Linked DNA regions of Sus scrofa: all the other regions are linked to region 1. Evidence: chromatin contacts called from public Hi-C, HiChIP or PLAC-seq and promoter capture Hi-C data. All regions are on one chromosome and are shown on one strand. The core of a region is the stretch at or near the end of the contact, and the rest is flanking DNA. Distances in the headings are between cores, read along the strand shown. Region 1 holds the start of COPS4 (COP9 signalosome subunit 4). Region 2 holds the start of ABRAXAS1 (BRCA1-A complex subunit Abraxas). Region 3 holds the start of MRPS18C (28S ribosomal protein S18c, mitochondrial). Region 4 holds the start of HNRNPDL (heterogeneous nuclear ribonucleoprotein D-like).

The links. Promoter capture Hi-C pulls out the DNA fragments that hold promoters and counts their contacts. A called contact is a pair of places that touch in the nucleus more often than the background predicts. HiChIP or PLAC-seq counts read pairs in DNA pulled down with a chosen protein or histone mark.
Region 2: a contact with region 1 is called in an H3K27ac HiChIP or PLAC-seq map of alveolar macrophages. The contact joins the promoter of ABRAXAS1 here to the promoter of COPS4 in region 1. A contact is called at or near these places in 1 of 47 Hi-C or Micro-C datasets (fetal liver) and 2 of 2 datasets of contacts at active chromatin or transcription factors (alveolar macrophages and skeletal muscle).
Region 3: a promoter capture Hi-C map of liver shows a contact between it and region 1, with 8 times the contacts expected there. The contact joins the promoter of MRPS18C here to the promoter of COPS4 in region 1. A contact is called at or near these places in 2 of 5 promoter capture datasets (fetal liver and liver), 12 of 47 Hi-C or Micro-C datasets (alveolar macrophages, blood, embryonic fibroblasts and 6 more) and 2 of 2 datasets of contacts at active chromatin or transcription factors (alveolar macrophages and skeletal muscle).
Region 4: a contact with region 1 is called in a Hi-C map of skeletal muscle, with 5 times the contacts expected there. The contact joins the promoter of HNRNPDL here to the promoter of COPS4 in region 1. A contact is called at or near these places in 1 of 5 promoter capture datasets (fetal liver) and 3 of 47 Hi-C or Micro-C datasets (liver and skeletal muscle).

What each region holds. Positions count from the first base shown.
Region 1 is chr8:135,312,800-135,316,324 of Sscrofa11.1, reverse strand. It overlaps COPS4 (COP9 signalosome subunit 4), which reads left to right and starts at 1,981. Exons shown (of 10, transcript NM_001105304.1): 1 at 1,981-2,106. The coding sequence starts at 2,033.
Region 2 is chr8:135,000,102-135,003,905 of Sscrofa11.1, reverse strand. ABRAXAS1 (BRCA1-A complex subunit Abraxas) reads right to left here and starts at 1,609. Exons shown (of 8, transcript XM_005656571.3): 1 at 1,485-1,609. The coding sequence starts at 1,571. It overlaps GPAT3 (glycerol-3-phosphate acyltransferase 3), which reads left to right and starts at 1,766. Exons shown (of 13, transcript XM_003129347.5): 1 at 1,766-2,065.
Region 3 is chr8:135,024,418-135,028,015 of Sscrofa11.1, reverse strand. MRPS18C (28S ribosomal protein S18c, mitochondrial) reads left to right here and starts at 1,297. Exons shown (of 7, transcript XM_003129356.5): 1 at 1,297-1,614; 2 at 1,909-2,072; 3 at 2,794-2,846. The coding sequence starts at 1,973. It overlaps HELQ (helicase POLQ-like), which reads right to left and starts at 1,898. Exons shown (of 17, transcript XM_013989417.2): 1 at 1,365-1,898; 2 at 1-291. The coding sequence starts at 1,547.
Region 4 is chr8:135,800,231-135,804,116 of Sscrofa11.1, reverse strand. HNRNPDL (heterogeneous nuclear ribonucleoprotein D-like) reads right to left here and starts at 1,587. Exons shown (of 9, transcript XR_002346906.1): 1 at 355-1,587. It overlaps ENOPH1 (enolase-phosphatase 1), which reads left to right and starts at 1,784. Exons shown (of 6, transcript NM_001243830.1): 1 at 1,784-2,044. The coding sequence starts at 1,961.

The DNA of each region.
Region 1 (3,525 bases), core at 732-3,231:
TCAGCATGAGGCAGGTAATTTGTTTCATAGGATATATAAGGGTCTGGACCACAAAAAGTTACATCCCTACCTGATGGATAGGGTTGTGCATCATCAGACATTCTAGATTTTAAGCTGATAGAGAAACTGGGAAATTCAACTCTCTTCTTTAGGGCGAGTGTTCTACTCTAAGGAGAATGGTCAGAAGGACAGATGGTAGTAGAGACTGGTGATTGTCCCTTTAAAACCATCTTTTCCTTTTTGCTGGGCAAAAACAAACTAAATTTCCAGTCTCATTGTTGCCAGGCATGGTGATTGACTAAGTTTTTTTTTTTCTTTTCTTCTTTTTGCTTTTTTTAGGGCCACATCTGCTGGCACATGGAAATTCCCAGGCTAGGGGTTGAATCGGAGCTGTAGCCACAGCAACTCGGGATCCAAGCGGCATCTGTGACCTACACCACAGCTCAAGGCAAGGCCAAATCCTTAACCCACTGAGTGAGGCCAGGAATAGAACCTGCATCCTTATGGATACTAGTTTGGTTCACTACCTCTGAGCCATGACAGGAACTCCGTGATTTGCCTAAGTTCTTAACAATGGAGTGGGTTCTGAATGGATGTGGGTAATCTCATTACTTTCTCAAAGGATTTCTTTGTTCTGGTCTTTTGTGTGTGTGTTTTTGCCTCTTCTAGGACCGCAGGTGGGCATATGGAGGTTCCCAGGCTAGGAGTCAAGCCACAGCAACATGGAATCTGAGCCGAATCTGCAACCTACATCACAGCTCATGGCGACGCCAGATTCCTAACCCACTGAGCGAGGCCAAGGATCGAACCCACAACCTCATGGTTCCTAGTTGGATTCGTTAGCCACTGAGCCATGACGGGAACTCCTATTCTGGTCTTCTTTTCTTTCCCCTTCCCCAAAGAGGGAATATGCTAGTTTTCACATATAGAGTGCAGAAATTCAAAAGTTTAACATCCTGTGTTGGCAAGTCTGAGGAAATTTGCACCCCTATGATATTGCTGCTTGGAAGGCAAAATGGTACCATTCCTATAAAATGCAATTTGGCAACATCTATCACAACTGTAAGTACGTCGACCCTTCAGCTCTCTTCTCGGAATGTATTCTACATGTACACGTACAAAATGAGGTACGAACAAGGTTATTCACTGCAGCACTGGCGATTAATTAAAAACAACTCGAGTGTCTAGCTATACAGATTCAATAAACCAGGGTGTCCCTTATGATATGTAATACTCTCCAGCTCTAAAAAAAGAATGAAGCAGGTATGCGGACTTGCATCTTCAAGAATAGTGAAAAAAGCAAGAGCAGAATAATGATATGGTGTATTATCTTTTGTGAAAGCTAGAAAGGATAGACAAAAATTTACATTTATTTGCTTGTATTTGCAGACAGAAATTGTATAAAGATACAGGGATAATAAATACAATTACATATCAAGGTAGGGTGATCATATAATTTGTTATCCAAATGGAACAGTTTACAGAGTAAATAATTACTCCTGTCCTGGACAAACTGGGATGTATGCTCAACCTATATAAAGTGTGAAGAGTGGAAACAGGGATGGGCGCACATTTTACTGTACTTGACAAAAGTACTGGTCTGTGGTGAACTGTACACAAAAACCAACTCGTTCTTTATTATGAGTAGTTCAGGTGCCGCCTTGAAGAACAAGGAACGGTAAAGCAAGACGAGAGCCACGGAACTTGAAGATGGAGTGGTTTTGCGTATCGGACACTTACAGGAGGTGCACAGGCGACTCCGCCCCTTGGGGTTCACCCGCCAATCCCAAGTGGGAGCGTGCGAGCCGGAGTCGGCGGGAGACGCCTGGGCGGGCTTAGGATCTGAGCAGTGGAGCTTCGCGTCACTCAACGCTGGGGGCGGGCCTAACGCAGGCTCCCGACCTCGGCGCTCTGGCCCACACAGGCGCTACTCTGTGGCCTCTCGGGTTCCCTCTGGCCGGACTCTGGAGGACTAGACTCGTTTCCCTTTGGCCGCGAGAGGCCCCGCAGCCTCCGCTGAGCTCGGAGGAAGATGGCGGCAGCCGTGCGGCAGGATTTGGCCCAGCTCATGAATTCGAGCGGCTCTCATAAAGATCTGGCGGGCAAGTGAGTATTTCCCAGGGGCCTGGAAGGTGGGGAGGGAAGCCAGAGACTTGTTTTCCTTGGATTTATGGCGGCTTTCAGCTGTGAAGCTGGGAGTGGGCCCGATGACCAAGGGGGCGGGCCTGAGGCCGGTTGTGGAGGCAGCTGCCGGGAGCCGCGGAAAACGGGAGAGGACCTTGTGCAGGGAGCCCGGGGGGTTGTCGATCTGGGGCGACTCTTCGCGTACTCAGTCCCAAGGGCATCCCTTCTGGTCCCAAGATTCTAGAAGCGCGGGCTGTGGGACCTTCCTCCCGTGGCCTTCACGCCTCGCCTGGTGCCCCTTCCCCTCGCTGGCCGGCCTCGCACCCCGCATTCTGGCCTCTCTCTGCCCCGGCTCTCCCCTTTTTTCTTTTTGAGTGAGGGAAGTTGATAGTCTGGGTCCTTGGTGCAGAGCCTTCCGGGGAGATGTCTTCTTGCGGCTGACGGGGGCTGTGGAGTTATGGCCGCTCTCACGCCGTCCAGAACCACTAAACCATCTTGTGTGGGTTCTTGTGTTGTGGGTTCTCTCGCTCCGCCAGCAACTCTGAAGAAGGGCACGGAGGTGGAATGTCACCACGACGTGCGTCAGGATGTCTAGAGTGGTGGTGTTTCCAGGATTCAAGATTGTTTAGGAAGTTCGTCGGAATTTATGCGGAGGGCTTAGGTCCACTGCAAGTTAAAATGTGTGATGTGTGCCTGCCCTGCAAGCCGTTATTCAACAGTGTTAATTATGGATGGATGGATGGATGGATGGATGGATAAAGTTGTCTTGTTTTCTCTTTGTAGGTTTCGCGGCGCTGTTCTTTTGTAATGAACATGCATTCTGCTTAAAGCGTGTTTCTCAAGCTGACAGCTGAGATCGCTTTGATCCGTATTCATAGGATGCACCTGCTCTAACCTGGCTATTGAAGCCTTGACTTTGTTTTACGTAGGTTGTAATGCTTTTGCCTGGTGGTAAATGTAATCTACTTTTATGAGTGGGAAATTTAGCTCTGCGCCTTGGGATTAACTACTTTCTGCCGCAGTTTCCGTCTCAGGAAAATGGGCTGCTTCTGTCTGAGGACAAAATGAGTATATGTGTGTGTGTGCACTTATGTCACTCGTAAATCGCGTAGACCAGGACCTGAGGTTTCGAGCCACAGGATTGCCATCGCTACTGTTGTTATTATCATTATTAAGCAGTTCTTAAATATATATGGACTTATTTCCTGGGTTGGAAATAAGTTGAATATGTCTCATGGCTCAGTCCTTTCTGCATGTAATTTTAATAGAGTCATTTTTGTTTTTTCACATTTTTAAAAAGTTTTATTGAAGTGTAGTTGATTTACAAGATTGCAGTCATCTCTGCTGTGCATCTGGATAGATTTGGATGCAAGTAAAACTAGCTTATGTTTGTTTCCGTGC
Region 2 (3,804 bases), core at 360-2,859, 310 kb after region 1:
GATTATTTAAAATTACATACATGGAAATGATCAATTCCAACCCATTTTGGGTAAGACAGCCCTTTATTATAAAAACGAAGGGCACAAAGAAATGACCAGCTTTGTTCAGTATGAGACTCTCTAAACTGTATCAGCCAATTACTAAGCACTCACTCTAAGACACTACTCAGGCTCAAAGTTTCAGTCTAAAATTTCATAAAAGGAGCTCCTATCCTGGCTCAGTGGAAACAAATCTGACTAGTACCCATGAGTGCGAAGGTTCCATCCCTCGCCTCACTTAGTGGTTAAGGATCCAGCATCACCATGAGCTGTGGTGCAGGTCGCAGACCAGCGAGGATCCCGTGTTGTTGTGACTGTGGCGTAGGCCAGGAGCTACAGATCCGTTTTGACCCTAGCGTGGGAGCCTCCAAACGTCAAGGGTGCAGCCCTAAAAAAAAAAAGAAAAAAAAAAAGATAGAAAAATGTAAAAACAAAAGCTTTAAAAAATAAGCACTGTGGTTTTTTTGTTTTGTTTTGTTTTTGTCTTTTTGATATTTCTTGGGCCGCTCCCGCGGCATATGGAGGTTCCCAGGCTAGGGGTCTAATCGGAGCCGTAGCCACCGGCCTACGCCAGAGCCACAGCAATGCGGGGTCCCAGCCGCGTCTGCAACCTACACCACAGCTCATGGCAACGCCGCATCCTTAACCCACTGAGCAAGGGCAGAGATCAAACCCGCAACCTCATGGTTCCTAGTCGGATTCGTTAACCACCGCGCCACGACGGGAACTCCCAGCACTGTGTTTTTAAAAAGTCCTTCACTACTTCATCCAGAGGTTTTGAACGGGCAAAAGGAATAAGCATTTAAATACCTAATATGTGAAGACAAACTTAAATACTTAAATTTTAACGGAAAGCATCTCACAAGGAACTAGCTGAGGCCTCACAATATAACACATTTGCTATCAATGCCAACAAAAGTCAAAGATACCCTCTAAGCACGTTAATCTTTTTCATCTAAGACTTCTCCCCAAATAGCCACTGGATGCACCGCTTCTCATTCCCTTACCCGCCGACCCTTTCAACAAACGTGCACAGTAGCTGTTCTGCAGGAAAAAAACAAGAGTGGTGGGAAAACCCCTGGGGGTCTTAGGAGAGCGTTAACCCGCACCCTTCCCGGCGGGGCACAGGACCCCCGCGACCTCTCTCTTCCTCCTCCACCGAGTGAGTCCCGACAAGGCGAGCTGCGGCAGGAGAGCAAGGGGGCGTGCGGGACGCTGCGGTCGGGCGCGGAAATGAACGCCGGCGACCAGAGGAAGGGTCAGAGGGCGGGCGGCAGCTCCGGGGCCGCCCAGGGGCTGAGAGGGCGGCTCGGGGGGCAGAGGGCCGGCCCGTCGCCGTCGTCGGGGAGCCCGCGGGCGGGACCCGGGCCAAGGCGGCCACGAGGGGCCCGCGCGCAGGGCCTCTTCCGAGGCGACTGCAGCTCCCGCCCCGCCGCTCGGCTCACCGTGTCCGAGTCGGTGTTGAGGTGCTGGAAGGCGAGAGCGCCGAGCACAAAACCAGAGAGCACCGCCGACGTGCTCTCCCCCTCCATGTTGCCGCCGCCGCCGCCGCGCTGCTCAAGGGGGCGGGGCGGAGGCGGGGCCTGAAGAGCGGGGGCCGCGGCCGCGCGACAATGGGGCGGGGCCAGCCGAGGGGGCGGGGCCTGCGCCCGCGCACTGGCGAGGGCGCGGGCGAGGCGGCGCGGGCGCCCTCTGGTGGGTGAGGCGCTGCGCAGCGCTGCGACGAGCCTTCAGGCGTCGGGGCGTCTCCGCCCAGGGCGACGGCCAGCGCTTCGGCGGTTCGCTGCCCCCTGAGGGAGCCTGTCATATATACAAAACGGAAAAAGGGAACAGTGCTGGCAGCATAGAAGCGTTGTTTAGTGACATAATATCACGGTGGAAATGCCACTTTGTGGTTTTCCAAGTGCCAGATGCTCCCCTTCACCCGTAGAAACTTCTGGAATACTAACGACGGCCTCGGAGGACGGCGCTTCCGGAGCCTCCCGTGATGTCCACCCCGCCGAGCGCAGGCGGGGAGCGCGTTTCTGTGAGTGTTTTCCTGCTTTTAGAGAATTGACTCACGGACTTGTTGACGGAAGAACACGCAGATGGTTAACCTCGTTCTGACGGTTTAATGTTGGGTGTAAAGACTGTTCCCGCTCCCAGGGTGAAAGCGTGGAGGGAGTGGGGGACCGAGGCTTGGCCATTTCCCACACACGATTCTAAAGTACGGATGTTATTTTGTTTTTATTTGCTTTTTAGGGCCTCGCGCACGCGTACGGAAGTCCCCAGGCTCCGGGTTGAATCCGAGCTGCAGCTGCCGGCCGACGCCACAGCCACAGCGGTGAGGGTCCTTAACCCACCGGGCAGGGCCGCTCGGCTGCTAGGCAGGTTCGTCGCTGCTGAGCCATAGCAGGAGCTCCCAAACCTGTGGTTTGCTTTTTTTTTTTTTTTGTCTTTTTGCCTTTTCTAGGGCCGCTCCTGCGGCATATGGAGGTTCCCAGGCTAGGGGTCAGATAGGAGCTGTAGCCGCCGGCCTACACCACGGCCACAGCAACTCGGGATGGAGCTGCATCTGCGACCTACCCCACAGCTCACCGCAACGCTGGATCCTTAACCCACTGAGCAAGGCCAGGGGTTGAACCTGCAACCTCATGTTCCTAGTCGGATTCGTTAACCGCTGCACCAGGATGGGAACTCCCCAAACCTGTGGTTTTTAAACGAAAGTCAGCAAACTATCAGACTAACCCGAACTGCTGCTGAATTGGATTAATATCAGACCACTAAAGTGAATTAATAGTGCATACTTCTGAGTTTTGTTGTGCAGCAGCCATATTTGACTAACACGTTGAAGACATACGTATAGTGTTAAAAATTATGTATTTATTCCCAAAAAGTGTTTCTTGCTGTCATTTCTGCAAAAATTCTATTAATATGAAAAGATTGTCATGTAATTTGTATTTTGCAGATAGTAATGATCTAGAGTTCCCTGACGGCTCAGTGAGTTAAGGATCTGGGATTGTCACTGCTGGGGCTTGGGTCACTGCTGTTATGGGGCTTCATCCCTATCCCAGGAATCTTCTGAGTGCTGTGGGTGTGACAAAAAAAAGAAAGAAAGAAAAACTATACTAATGATCTAAAGGATTAAAAAATAAAATGTAATGTATTCCAGGCCACCAGAAGTAAATTCTCACATAAAAGGGCAAATGATTTTTAACGTGGTTGCCAAGGCCATTCACTAGGGAAAGGACAGGCTTTTCAACAAATGTAAAAGAATGAAGTTGGACCCTTACCTTACAAAATCAATCAGCTCAAAATAGATGAAAGACCTAAATGTAAGATCTAAAGCTGTGAAACTCCTGGAAGGTAGCATGAAGAAAAGCTTCATGACATTGAATTTGGCAGTGATTTCTTCCATGTGACACCAATGACATAGACAGAAAAAAAAATAGATAAATTTTACTTCATTAAATTTAAAACTTTTGGGAGTTCCCGTTATGGCGCAGTGGCTAACAAATCCGACTGGGAACCATGAGGTTGCAGATTCGATCCCTGCCCTTGCTCAGTGGGTTAAGGATCCGGCGTTGCCATGAGCTGTGGTGTAGGTCTCAGACGCGACTCGGGTCCCGCGTCACTGTGGCTGTGGCGTAGGCCAGCGGCTACAGCTCCGATTCGACCCCTAGCCTGGGAACCTCCATATGTTGCAGGAGCGGCCCCAGAAAAGGCAAAAAGACCAAAAAAAAAAGTAAAACTTTTGTCCATTAAAGGACACTAGCAAGAGAGTGA
Region 3 (3,598 bases), core at 48-2,547, 290 kb after region 1:
TACATCATACAAAAGATCAGCTTCAGGTTCAGTAGCGACATCTTCATGCCCACTCTGGTTCTTTGTGTGCTCCTCTGTTTTTACTCCAGTGAAGTCGCCTACAGTGTTACTGCTGAGGATGCTGTGTTTAATGCTTTCTGAACAAAGATCTTCAGGGGCATGATCTGTAGCATGCTCCTCTTGTTCTGGAATTTGCATATATTTTTGTTCCAGGTCATCAACTTGAGCTAAAAAAGAGTTTTCAGCAAAACTATCATAGTCACCAAACATGTCCTCTTCACTGTCAATATTCTGGAAAGAAAACAAAAGATCTGTGGTCAATTCTAGCTTCATGAATAGGTTTCCGGAGGAGTTCCCATCGTGGCTCAGTGGTTAACGAATCCGATTAGGAACCATGAGGTTGCGGTTTTGATCCCTGGCCTTGCTCAGTGGGTTAAGGATCCAGCATTGCCGTGAGCTGTGGTGTAGGTAAGCAGACTCGGCTCGGATCCCGCGTTGCTGTGGCTCTGGCATAAGCCTGTGGCTACAGCTCCGATTTGACCTCTAGCTCTGATTTGAACCTCCATATGCCGTGGGAGCGGCCAGAGAAATAGTAAAAAGACAAAGAAAAAAAAAAAAAAAAAAGGTTTCGGGAGTTCCTGATATGGCGCAGATGGGTTACCAATCCGACTGCAGCACTCTGGGTGCTGCGGAGGCATGGGTTCCATCCCCAGCCAGGACCACTGGGTTAAAGGATCTGACATTGTCACAACTGCGGCTTTGATTCAGTCCCTGGCCCAGGAACTTCCATATGCCGTGCGTGCAACCATTAAAAAAAAAAAAAGAATAAAAATTTCAGCCAAGGGCTCTCTCAGATACATCGTTACATGGTTATATATGTATCACAGACCAAAATGTAAATCATCCTCTTAAATAGAAACTATCATTCCCATTTTACAAATGAAGAAACGGGGGCGGAGAAAGGTTAAGTGGCATAAACTTGAAAGGCTAGGTTTGCATTTCAGTCATGCCACATGCATTTCAGCATGCCACACTTGCTGTGCGTACAACTTGTATGTCTTGAGGTCTATGTTTTATTTACATGTATATATAAAAAACGGGCCAACAGTGCAATACCTCACAAGTGAGATTAACATCGATAACAAAAACGAGGTGAGCACCTGAACGCTGGCAGATAATTGGGCAGCTGGCGTTTGCACCTGGGAATGGATCTGCCAATTTTTGTTTCAAGATCCACGCCCCCTGCAGCTGGTCGCCTACTCTTCCATTGAGCATGCGCACTGGGAGACCTGGTGTCTCCTCATCCCAAGGGTGGGAAATGGAACAAGAAACTCAGAGGAATTTGAGGGGTGATGGGGCTGTACCTCGACTGGCTGCACGTCCACGGTTTTCCGCCGCCGGCTCCCAGCCACCATTTCCTCCTCTTCCTTCTCATCACCGGGCTTAAGCTCGGCTGCGGTGGGGGCGGCCAAAACGCTCTCTGTGCTAAATCGGTTCCTTTTGCGGACAGACACCCGCCGGCGGATACGGGAACCGCCATCATCCATGGCAGGGGCTGAGGGCCCTCCCCGAACGTCGTCTCCAGTGACCCAGCCGCCAAACCCCAGTAGAAGGGTGAGTGCAGCAACAGGGGAAAGGTAGCAGCAGGTGGAAACGGGGCTCGCGTCTCCATCCACCTTTGGGAAAGACCACCAACCAATTATCGGGGCTCTGGAACCGGAAGCGGAGGCACAAGCATAAGAGCCCGCCCTCTCCTTGTCCAATCGTTAACGTCCCCAGCGGGCGGCGCGGAGTCCGGGTGGGAGTGGAGAACGGGAAGATGCTGCGCAGGCGCATCGAAAACTTCAGCTGCTCTTGGTTCTCCGCGTTCGCCTGCGGAACCTTTGAACCGAGTGCTCGGACCCACAGGGGAAGCACACCGGAAGGGGCTGGTCCGGCGCTTTGGAAAACGGAAGAGGAGGGGCAAGGGGCCATGGCGGCTGTGGTGTCTCTTTGCAGCCGGTTGGGGAGGAGAAAGTCGACAGACTTCGTGAATGCTGCTGTCTGCCTTACGGATCCCGGGACTCATGCAGGTAAAGTCTCCACATCCTAGGCTCCTTTGTAGACTTGCAGCCGTTGGCTTAGCCCTGCTTGGGTCGGTGGAGATGACACCGTTCGCTAATGGACGCCGGTGTCTAGGCCTTAGGTTTCTCCAAGGTAAGTGGGAATCTGTCATGGCCTGTCACTAGTTTTTTAAGACTGAAGAGGACGTCCAGTACAACAGTGATGGGGGGGTTCTCAAAAGGAGGCAGGGACATGCTTACGATCTTCGGGTAGAACTTGATAGGAAGCATCTTCACAGTAACCCCGCAGCAAATTCGATATCCGAGGTCCCAAATCAGGGCGAAATTGTGACATGGGCCCTGGAATCTACCATTTATGCACTTTAATCTACTTTGTGCTTCTCTGCCAAAACCTACTCTCTGTAAGGAGTCTGTTTTCATTTTTCCTTTGCATTAAAATCTGTCTCTACTCCATGAGAGAGAGGAAATAAATTTCAGGAAGAGAACAGGTAAGAGATTGTATGGTGGGGATACATACGCCCTTTCCCCAATGCCCCAGAAACCACACAAAGTCCACTCTGCCTCAAATCTAAAGGCTTTTTTTTTTAAACTTATATTTAACCTTGTTAGTGTAATGAATTAAAAACCTTTCTTTTATGTCATGCCTTAATTCATCTTGCCTCCATAGAAACAAAATATTTAGCTGCTCAGCTATCAAAAATAGTTTGTTGCTGTTTCTGTTCAATTGCAGTGCTGTGGAGAAGTTGTTCACAATATAAACAGGTAGCCAGCAACGAGGACCTTGTAAGTTTTTTTTTTTTCTTTTAATAAGGTGCTTGCAAACATGATCAAATTCTTGTATCTTAACTGTTTGAATAATGTTCAGCTGAAGGAAAAAAACAATCGAGAATCATTAGTCAAGTTTGAAAATTAAAATTTATTGAGTAGTCACTTAAGTGAACTTTGAAGTAAGAGAATTCCTAGCTTCGTAGCAAGAAGGATGGCTTCCCTAACACCATATTTTTCTTTCTAGATATGTGCTTTAGGAATTAAAAAAGGTAGTTTTGGGAGTTCCCGTCGTGGTGCAGTGGTTAGCGAATCCGACTAGGAGCCATGAGGTTGCGGGTTCAATCCCTGCCTTTGCTCAGTGGGTTGACGATCTGGTGTTGCCATGAGCTATGGTGTGGGTTGCAGACGCGGCTCGGATCCTGCGTTGTGGCTCATTGGAAATGAACCTGACTAGTAACAATGAGGACGCAGGTTCAGTCCTTGGCCTTGCTCATTGGGTTAAGGATCTGGCATTGGCATGAGCTGTGATGTAGCTCATAGAAGTGGGTCAGATCTGGCGTTGCTATAGCTGTGGTGTAGGCCGGCAGCTCCAGCTCCAATTAGACCCCCAGCGGGGGAACCACAGTATGTCCTGGCTCTGGCCCTAAAGAAAAAAAAAAAAAAGAAAATTTGAGGAGTTGGAAAAAGCAAATGAACCCTTCTACAAAAACGAAAGAACTCATCTAGTCCCTTTGAGTGTCCATCTTGGTCATCAATTCCTACCATAG
Region 4 (3,886 bases), core at 338-2,837, 490 kb before region 1:
CCCTCGCCGGGAGAACCGCGCGGAGCCCCAACAGACGCACAATGAAGGGGCGGCGCGGCCGCAGCGTGCGGCGCAGCGAGCCCGGCCCCTCCCCCTCGGGCCCCACGCGGCGCCTGCGCACTCGGGACGCGGCCGCCGCCGCCCTCCGCCTCCAACCCCCTGCCCTTCCCCCACCTTCCGCGGGCCTCTCGAGACACCCCCCTCCGTCTCCTCCTCTCCTCTTCCCTCCAAGCTAGTGCGGCCCAGCGGGCACGCGGGGCGTCGGCTCGGGGCAAGAATGGGAGCAGCGCGCGGCCCCCGCGGGACGAAGGGCGCGCGCGGGGCGCTGGGGGAGGGGGGAGACGCGTGCGGTACCCGTCATCCTGCTGATTTTTGCTCGCGTTGATCTTGGACCCCTCTGCGAACTCCTCTATGTTGCTGTACTCGTTCATGTCCTCCATGGCGGCGGGGTTGTCGGCCGGAGGGTGCGGGCGCGCAGTCCGAGTCGCGGCAGCGGCGGCGGCGGAGCGTTGTATGGAACTGGATTTAAAATGGCGGCGGAAGAGATCCGGGCGCCGCCTGCGCCCTCCCTTTATAGCCGCCACGCCGGCCAATCGCGAGGGCTGCTGTGCGGTGACGTGGCGCTGGGCCCGGCGCGCCCCCTGCCGGGCGGAGCTGGGAGCGAGCGAAGGGAGGAGCGGAGCGAGCTGCCGCGGCGCCCGCGGCCGCCAATGGGAGAGGCTGCGGGAGGCTAAAGTAGCGGGAGCGGAGGGGAACAATGGCGGCGGCACTTGGGAAAGCCGGGGCGGGACCTCCATCGCGGCCCTCCCGCGGAGGAGTGAGGTCGCGGCCGAGGGGAGGCGGGCTTGGGGAGAGGGATGCGTCAGAAGAGAAAAACGACGGGGCGAGAAGTCCTGGGGTCACGAATCCCGAGCAGCGCCGTCCCAGGGCCACAGTCCCTCTTGCCTTGAGAGCCTTTGTCTCTGGCGTCCGGTCCAGCCCACTCCCAGCAAAGAGCCGCCAACCCCGCCTCTTTCCGCCCTCGGATCCCCAGTGCCGAGCTGCTGCTGCGGCTGCCGCTGCTATCAATGAGCCCCGTGGGCGCGCTGCTCCGGGAAGAGGCGGACTGCGCCCGGCGCCCGCAGCCGAGGTGGCGAGCGCGCCCGCCCGTCCGCCGCGCGCACGCGTGTTGTCCTCGAGCTGCCTGGACCCAGCCGACCAGGGAGCGGGCGCGCGGCGGCCCCTCCGGGCAGCGGCGCAGGACGGGCGCCTCTCCGCTCCGCCACGGGCGCGCGGGCCGAGGGGGCGCGGCGGGCCTCCCTGGCCGATCGCAGGCCCACGCCGCTCGGCTGGCCGGGACCCAAACGGCCTCTGTTGCTGGCTGAGGATGGGAGGAGGGGCGCGGGCCCGGTCGGATTACTGTCAATACGCAAACGCGGAGGCAGTGGGCGGGGAGGGAGGGTAGGTGCCGTAGAGGGCAAGGGGCACTCACATCCCCGGCGCGCCACTCGCGGGGCTCCCGTCTGCACGTGCCCCGGGCCTCTCCCGCTCGCTCTACCAGTCTGCGGAGGGCGCGCGCCCGCGCACCCGGCTCCCGCGTTCGCCTCTTTGTTCCCGCCCACGCGAGGCCCATCTTGACGGATCGGGTGCGAGGCCCTCTAGCGGCCAATCGGCATCGGCGCCAGGGCCTCTCCCCGCCCCCTCGGGGCCCCGGAGGACCGCCCCTTTCCCTACCCACGTGGTCTCGGCCTCCGGCCCCGGATCGCTCCCGAGTTCTGGGCGCCCGTCCTGCGGGTTTCTCTGCTTCCTTGGCCGCGGAGGGGTCCTCTCCGCCTCGTGCGTCGGCAGGGCGCGGTTGCCCGCTCTGGGGTCCTTGCGGGACTGTCGGAAGCTTCGCCCGCTGCTGCCGCCGCCGCCGCCGGCGCCGCCCGCCGCCCTCCCCACCAGTAGGCCGATTCCCGTGGTATCATCCGGTAGGGAAATGGTCGTGCTTTCGGTGCCCGCCGAAGTCACTGTGATCCTGTTAGATATCGAAGGTACCACAACCCCGATTGCTTTCGTGAAGGTGAGGGGCGGAAGGGAGCGGGGAAGTTACTTGTGCTTTCAAACAATGAAGTATTTTAAAGTGTTGCAGACCTCGCCCTGGAGACCGGAGGCGTGGGAGAGACGGTGTGGCTTTGCACCCGCTCTGGGGTGGGAGGACGTAGTCTGCGGCGGGTTGCAGGGATGCTGTGCCTCACCGCCTTGTCTTAACCTTCCCGGGTCCTCGCCTTCCGCTAGAGGCAGGTGGTTGGGGAAGAGATGGAGATGGTGGTGAAGAGGGGACGGAGGAGGGCAGTGTGGCCCCCCCACAGGTGTGCGCCCAGTCGCCCGACAGGTGTGCGCCCGCCTTGTGCCGGGTTGAACCTGGCGAGGTGGTGGCCGCTGTCTAGCTGTCCTTGAGGCTTCTAGTCCCACGCTTCTAGACTGAAGTGTGACTTTTCGGGTAGCCCAGGTATCTTAAAGCAGTAATGGTTGATCTTTGCCGTTTCCCACTCCTGCTTTTAGTGGCCGAACTGCACACTGTGCGTTGCTGGATTAGGCTAGCAAACATGTCTAGATTCCGTTCATTTTCTTCAAAAATGGAAGCCTAAAGTTCTTAGCCAATACCTTCCTCCTAGAATGTCAGTGGTAACCAACCCTTGTCTACACCCAGTTCATAAACCTGTAACTTTGCTTTTTTTTTTTTTTGTCTTTTTGCCATTTCTAGGGCCGCTCCTGCGGCATATGGAGGTTCCCAGGCCTAGGGGTCGAATTGGAGCTGTAGCCGCCGGCCTACACCACAGCCACAGCAACGCGGGATCCGAGCCGCCTCTGCAACCTACACCACAGCTCATGGCAACGCCGGATCCTTAACCCGCTGAGCAAAGGCAGGGAGCGAACCCGCAACCTCATGGTTCCTAGTCGGATTCGTTAACCACTGTGCCACCACGGGAACTCCCTAACTTTGCTTTAAAGCACGTTCCTTTTTAAATATGTTGTATTTGGAAGGATAAATTAATATCAAATATTAATATGACTTTTCAAATAATTCCTTGGGCCTGGTCTTCCCTTTGACTTCTAGAGGTTTAAGATAAAAGTATGTAGCAGCCGTGCTTGTGTGCAATAATAATGAGATACCTTTTGCAAAGTAGGAAAAACCCATCTTCCAAAAGAGTAGTTGTACATTTTTTTAATTTATTTTTATTTTTTAAAATTTTATTTATTTCTTTATTTCTTTTATTTTTGGCCACACCTGGGGCATATGGAAGTTCCCAGGCTAGGGGTTGAGTCGGAGCTGCAGCTACAGGCCTGGGCCACAGCCACAGCAGCGCCAGATCTGAGCTGCCTCTGCGACTTGCACCACAGCTCAAGGCATTGCAGGGAGGGAGGCCAGAGATTGAATCCCCATTCTCACGGAGACAACATCAGGTTCTTACCCTGCTGCGCCACAAGGGTAACTCCTTGAATCTCTTTTACTTTTTGTTTTTTTCCGGCCGTGCCCACAGCGTGTGGAAGTTCTGGGGCCAGGGATCCAATCCATGCCATGGCGGTGACCCAAGTCACAGCAGTGAAAATGCTGGATCCTTAACCTGAGCCACCAGGAACTCCCTTGAATACCTTTTAAAGAGATGTTATAGTCTTCTTGAACCTCTGAGCCTGGCTCTGGGAATTGGGAGATGCTAGTTCTACTTTGGGCTTTATTCGTCACCTTAGGTGTGTGAACCTGTGGTGGCCCTACTTCCTGTGAAAGGATTAAAGGGGACATTGAGTATGGTGTACATGGGACTTGTACACTTGACTCCGCCTCAGAAACTTTGTGAGGTGTGTGCACTGCATTTTCCTAATAGGAAACTAAGGCTCTGAAAATGACATGCCTTAGATTTGA